Linked DNA regions of Hordeum vulgare: region 2 is linked to region 1. Evidence: chromatin contacts called from public Hi-C data. All regions are on one chromosome and are shown on one strand. Each heading gives the region's core, a stretch centred on a gene start, on an enhancer-like site or on the middle of the called end of the contact. The rest is flanking DNA. Distances are from core to core; before and after follow the strand shown. Region 1 holds the start of LOC123444960 (SAC3 family protein A-like). Region 2 holds the start of LOC123444963.

Region 1 (2,775 bases), core at 175-2,674:
AAATCTAGAAACTGCGACAAGGTAAGAGGAAGGCAAACCTGCTTCAAAGATTCAAAGCATGTTTTCAAATTAGGAAAGAGCCCAACTTGAGTAGTATTCCTAATCAGAATTGGGGGCGGATCAATCAAACCAAAGAACTGGAAGAAATTCATCTTTTATTTGCTCCAGAACGCCCTAGCCTCCTCCAGCACACACCCAGCACCTAGGGCTTCCAGCCCTAGCCCTAGCGTGTGCCCCACGGCCCGAGTGCAAAGTTCCTGACCCTAGCTTAATCCTGCTCCACCGCCTCCGGTCCGAGAGTTCAAGCACTAAAATCCGGGTAATGCCCATTTACAAACTACCACTAGCATCGGATAACATCAGTTACAAAAAACTGGTCACCATACATTGCCCGGACAGATGAAGCTAGCATAAAACAGCGGTACATTTAAAACATCACAGCTACCATGATAGCTCCAGTTAGACATGTTCAATTGCCATGCAAGAACACAAACAATTCTAGGTAATTCATCAAACATGAGCATCCAAAGATAGGTAGCCGACATTAAGCTTCCCAAAGGATGACACCCTGAGTACTCCACAACTTTACTTTATAACAGTACTACCACACTGACTAATTACCAGGAGGGCTAAATCACGAGATGGCTATATCATGTAGTATATGTGAATGAGCAAAGGAACAGAAACAAAATACACTACATCAACTAATTCAGTTGTTAGGCTGGTCGAAATTCCTACACTTGTGAGGCAGTAAAATAGCAAAACTCGATATCAAACACAGGCTCCAGCAGCTAGAACAAGCTATCCGCGTGCCCCGGGTGACCTAGCTATCCCTCAGCGAAGGCGCAGGAGCAGAAGCTGCCATATAATGCGAATCAGCTAACAACCTAGCCGACTGCCCGGCCAATCTGCATCTCACGGTTCTCGAGCCATAGCCGGGACAGAACGAATCGCGTGCAAGCCCGGGAAAGGTTAAAACAGGGTGGAAGCAAAGGCCCGCCAAGCTCGGGATTCCTGAGAGACGAGGAGCGGCGGCGCAAGCATACCTCGTTGGGCTTGGGGTCGGATCCGGCAGCCGCCTCGCCTCCCTGAGCCGCCATCCTCCCGGCGCTCCGGAGCCCCGGAGCTCGGGCTGAAACCCTAGCCGCTCGCAGCAGAGAGCAGAGCCCCCCGGTTTCGCCGCTGGTACGGACGGGTAGAGCCGGATCGACAGGACGCGCGCGACAAGCGAAAATGAGGCACGCGGGGAACCGGAGGCGTGTGGGGCGGGCGAGGGGCGATTGGCCGAGGAGACGCGGGGGAGATTCTGCTGGCCCGGCAGCGGCTTGGTGGAGAGAAGTGTTGTGGGGGGCGGCGGAGTGGATTGGTGTCTGTGACCGCGGGAGGAGAGGGGGTCGGCGATGAATCGGGAGGGGGAAGCGCCGACGACGACGAGGAGCGGCGAAGAATTGTGGGTGGGTGGGCTTTATTGGCGGGTCCTGGGTCGTGGGTTGGTGTGCTGTGGTAGGGGAGCAATGAATATGGGACTGGACACTTGGGGAGAAGATGGGCCTGGGCCTGGACCCGGACCGGTTCCGTCAGACGGCCCGTCAAACAGAATATATAGACCCAAATGCTCAAAAAAAAATACTGAACATTTAAATTCGTGTACTGCGCATTTATAAATTTTAAGAACATTTTTCATGGACATTTCAGAAAACAGGTAGACAACTTTTTCATTTTGTTTGTTCTATTGAAGGAGCGATAAGCCTTTTTTGCAACCAGGAAATTAGGAATCCCAGCGGAACCTCAAACGTCTTCCCTAGTAGGAAGCTCAAACTGAAAGGCTTCCAAATCAGTCCACTACTTCTGCCGTCCGTTTGATTTGGAAGCGCATCTCCAGAGTCCTGGCAAAATAAACGCCTAGAGCAGCACGATGGCAATGTCAGTACTGGAACGAGCACAAGTAGGCTTGTCGAAAAGGGCAGAAAATTCAGCTAAACTGACTTTGAGGGGGGCTGGCCCAAGCAGGATTTACCGTACGTAAAACAAATCCAAACGAATTTGACACCATCTGCAAAATTGTGGCCATATGACACCGTAAAATTAAAGTTCTTCACAGAGACGCAGGCAGGAGATAACCAGGTTACCAGCGATGAAAAGGGATAAACGTTCTGCAGACTGCAATGCATCCCAAACGGGGTATCAGGAGAAAGCAAGGGAAATTATAACGCACGAAGAGAACTTATCGGCTCAGCGCTATCACCTGCGCACTGCACGATTTTGCAGAAATAATCACGCAATGAGTTGGGGGATCTGCAGAAGACAGCCGCGGATCAACAGCCAACACAGCTGAAGAAAAGAAATACAGGACGGCCAGAAAACAATTGCATCACAGGATTTGCAACAGGCTTAACGCGGTAGCACAATTAGTCGCAAAACAATGCGTAGTAAACAAGAACAGCGTAGTCGGTAGCATAATTTCATAACAGAAGGACAATTTTGTTAACTCTGGAACCATACAACTCGGCAAACACAGTATTTGCCCATCAGGTTCAGAACACGGAAGCAAACTACTAAACATAGGGTCCTACTACCAAGCATACAAGGCACAGGACCTAGATGAACTACAGATTTCTCCCCTCCGGCAGTTTCTTGACCGCGAGCCAGGGCTTGTGCGCCACGGTCAGCCAGCGCCGCGGCTCTTCAGCCGCCGAAGCCGTACAGGGTGCGGCCCTGGCGCTTGAGCGCGTAGACGACGTCCATGGCGGTGACGGTCTTGCGGCGGGCGTGCTC
Region 2 (2,729 bases), core at 105-2,604, 250 kb after region 1:
ATAAGAAAGAGGCCACGACCTCTTTTTTCAAAACCGAGAAACACTCGTTGCTTGGTCTCTTTGTGTCCATCTTTTGGGCCATCAAGGTCATGATACATAAAATCGATAGCTAGCCTATCGATCTGTCCGGTTAAAGGCGGACGGCTAAAAACACATGGACGCACAAGCTGCAGACATCGGCCTTCAGTACATGCCTTAACTATCTCGATCTTTAATTGATTACAAGAGATAACTCTACTATAGATCCAACATCTAGGAGAGAACATGCTCGTGCAAGGCTGAATGCATACGGTGGCTATTAGGACAAGCTAATATGTGAGTGTAGCTGAACATACATGCAACAATTTTGCCAAAAAAGAAAAAAAAGGAATATGCATGCAACAACGTAATAATCGATCAAACCAAAGAGAATTGAAAAAAAACTGTCACTTGCCATACACCTCAGCAGTTTTACCAAAACTGAGAAAAACTATGATGTTTAGAAACTGAAGTATTTATTGCCCATGTATTGAAATACTTAGGTCTTGGAATACCGTGATTTTGCAAAATCTGTGTTGCCAAACTAGGCTTTAACACCGGAGTGGCTTGATATACAGCGACCTGATGTGCAACCTCAATCGTGGAAAATTGACATTTTATGTGATCAGCGGTTCTCGGAGGTTGATAGGGCAAAGATGGTATCGATTATGTGGGCAATCTGGACTTCACATAATAATCTCACTCATGATCGGGGTCCTCTTAGTCCGGTTCAGTCGATGATCATGACATGATGCTCTGGCCTTGTTAGACATTCCACGGGATCATGCACGGATTCTTCCTGGACACGGGTGACAACCACCGGAGCAGGATTGTGTCAAGATCAACACGGATAGGAGTGTTGCTAGACAGTTTTGCAGAGGAGGGGGAGGTGGGGTAGCTCGATCCCACAACACTTTTCTTGCTGCCTGGTGTAAACCGTTTGATGGTGTGACCCATCCTTTGGTAGCCGAGGCGATGGCCCTGAGAGAGTGAGTTCTTTTTGCTCGGTTGAGGGGTTTCTCGAAGGTCATAATGACCCTATCTTTCTTGTAACGTCCCTTTTGACAGACTTTGCCGGCGCTTTTGCTGAATAAATCCCACATCTCTACTCAAAAAAAAAACACTAGGCCTTAATAAAAGAAACTGAAGGAAAAACCCAAAACAGAAAACCGAAATAAAACCACGGAAGGAAAACGAAAACAAAACCAGGAACTGGGTCCGCCCATCTCTTTTTTGTGAGACAAGGGTCGGCCCATCTTGGTGCGCCCGTAGGAGGCAGACCCGAAACTGCTTTCGTATACACAAAAAAAAAAAAAAAAAAAAAAAAAATCGAAGCTAAACGCCCCTACGGGTCCGTGGTGGCGTGGTCCGGCGCCATCCGGTCGGCTGTCCCGGTGCTCCCCGCCTCTCCCCGCACGAAACCGACAACGGCGGCGTCCTCCCCTCCCGCGGAGCAGCCGGGGCCGGCTCGACGGCCTCCCCCGGCGTACAACCCTACTCCTCTCGGGTCCAGCCCTCCGGCTCCACCCGGCCCTTCTCATCCCGACCTAGGGTTTGTGCGACCCCGCGAGCTCTGTCCCGGCTTCACCCAGTCGCGGGCATACCGACCGCCTCCCCGAGCCGTTCGAGCACAGACCTCCTCGCAGAGGCACCGTTGCCGCCGCCCCCGCCGCCGCCAAGCACGAGGTGAGGTCAGCGTATCTGGCGCCCTACATTCCGGTCCTAGGTTTGGCTTTAACTCTGTTGCCTTCATCCCCTTCTGTTCGATGAGATGCTGCTGTAAAATTTGCACAGTAGACCAAACGCCTTGTAACAGTGTATCATGTTTTGGCTTTAAAAATTATAACCGGTGCCCTTTAGGCCTTTAAGGAGCAAAATGTTTCGGCTGGATCTCGTAAACGTGTGGGTAGTTTTAGATGGAACATGGGTGATGCAGCTTGCTCTGCAATGGTCATCTTTTCCGAATTAGACTTAGGACGATGATAGCACATTTTTCTTTAGACTTGGTAGACAAGTTTGACTTAGGACAAAGCTAGGTTTCCATTAATTTGGAGAGCAGAGAGTACACGATAAGTCGAAGAGACTGTTATTTTAGGTTATACTTTGAAAACTATACTGTACTAGTAAGCGTGCACGTGCAATGCACGTATAGTTAAGAAGTTATGGTCTGCTCTCTCCTAACCTCTCCCGCTAAGGGGATAATAGCATCTACTATCGGACTGGGCAAATATGACCCACCCCCTATATGTCCGCTGACACATCTGAATAGTGTCCGAACGTGTTCATTTTGAACCCTCATTTGTGCATCCACACAACCATGTCGCCTAAATTGTCGGACACATTCATATGATTTGTTGGGATGGAGAGAGATAGAAAAGAAAGAATAAAGAAATAAGTAAAGCGGTCTGGGATGGGCCGAGTCCGATATAGCGGACTTTCCAAACACCCTCATTTCTTCCCCATATATGGACTACGTTTGAGGGTTCAAGGGTTCACAGACAGCCCAAACATATGAAGACGAAGTAGAGGGTCTGATTGAGTGGCCTTTTTCATTCTCTCACCTGTCTATCCGTTCCGGACAAACGGGGACCGCGGGGGGGGGGGGGGGGGGGGGGGTGGTCTGATTGTAGATGCTCTAAGTATGGGTGACAGTTTGCTCCCCACCTCCTCAGTCATGACGCCACCCTGGAATAATATGCCTTGCTACCGAC

What was found. A called contact is a pair of places that touch in the nucleus more often than the background predicts.
Region 2: a Hi-C map of leaf shows a contact between it and region 1, with 4 times the contacts expected there. The contact joins the promoter of LOC123444963 here to the promoter of LOC123444960 in region 1.

The regions. Positions count from the first base shown.
Region 1 is chr3H:552,386,070-552,388,844 of MorexV3_pseudomolecules_assembly, forward strand. LOC123444960 (SAC3 family protein A-like) reads right to left here and starts at 1,425. Exons shown (of 13, transcript XM_045121855.1): 1 at 1,047-1,425. The coding sequence starts at 1,100. LOC123444961 (histone H4) reads right to left here. Exons shown (of 1, transcript XM_045121857.1): 1 at 2,431-2,775. The coding sequence ends at 2,686.
Region 2 is chr3H:552,638,619-552,641,347 of MorexV3_pseudomolecules_assembly, forward strand. LOC123444963 reads left to right here and starts at 1,355. Exons shown (of 2, transcript XM_045121860.1): 1 at 1,355-1,704.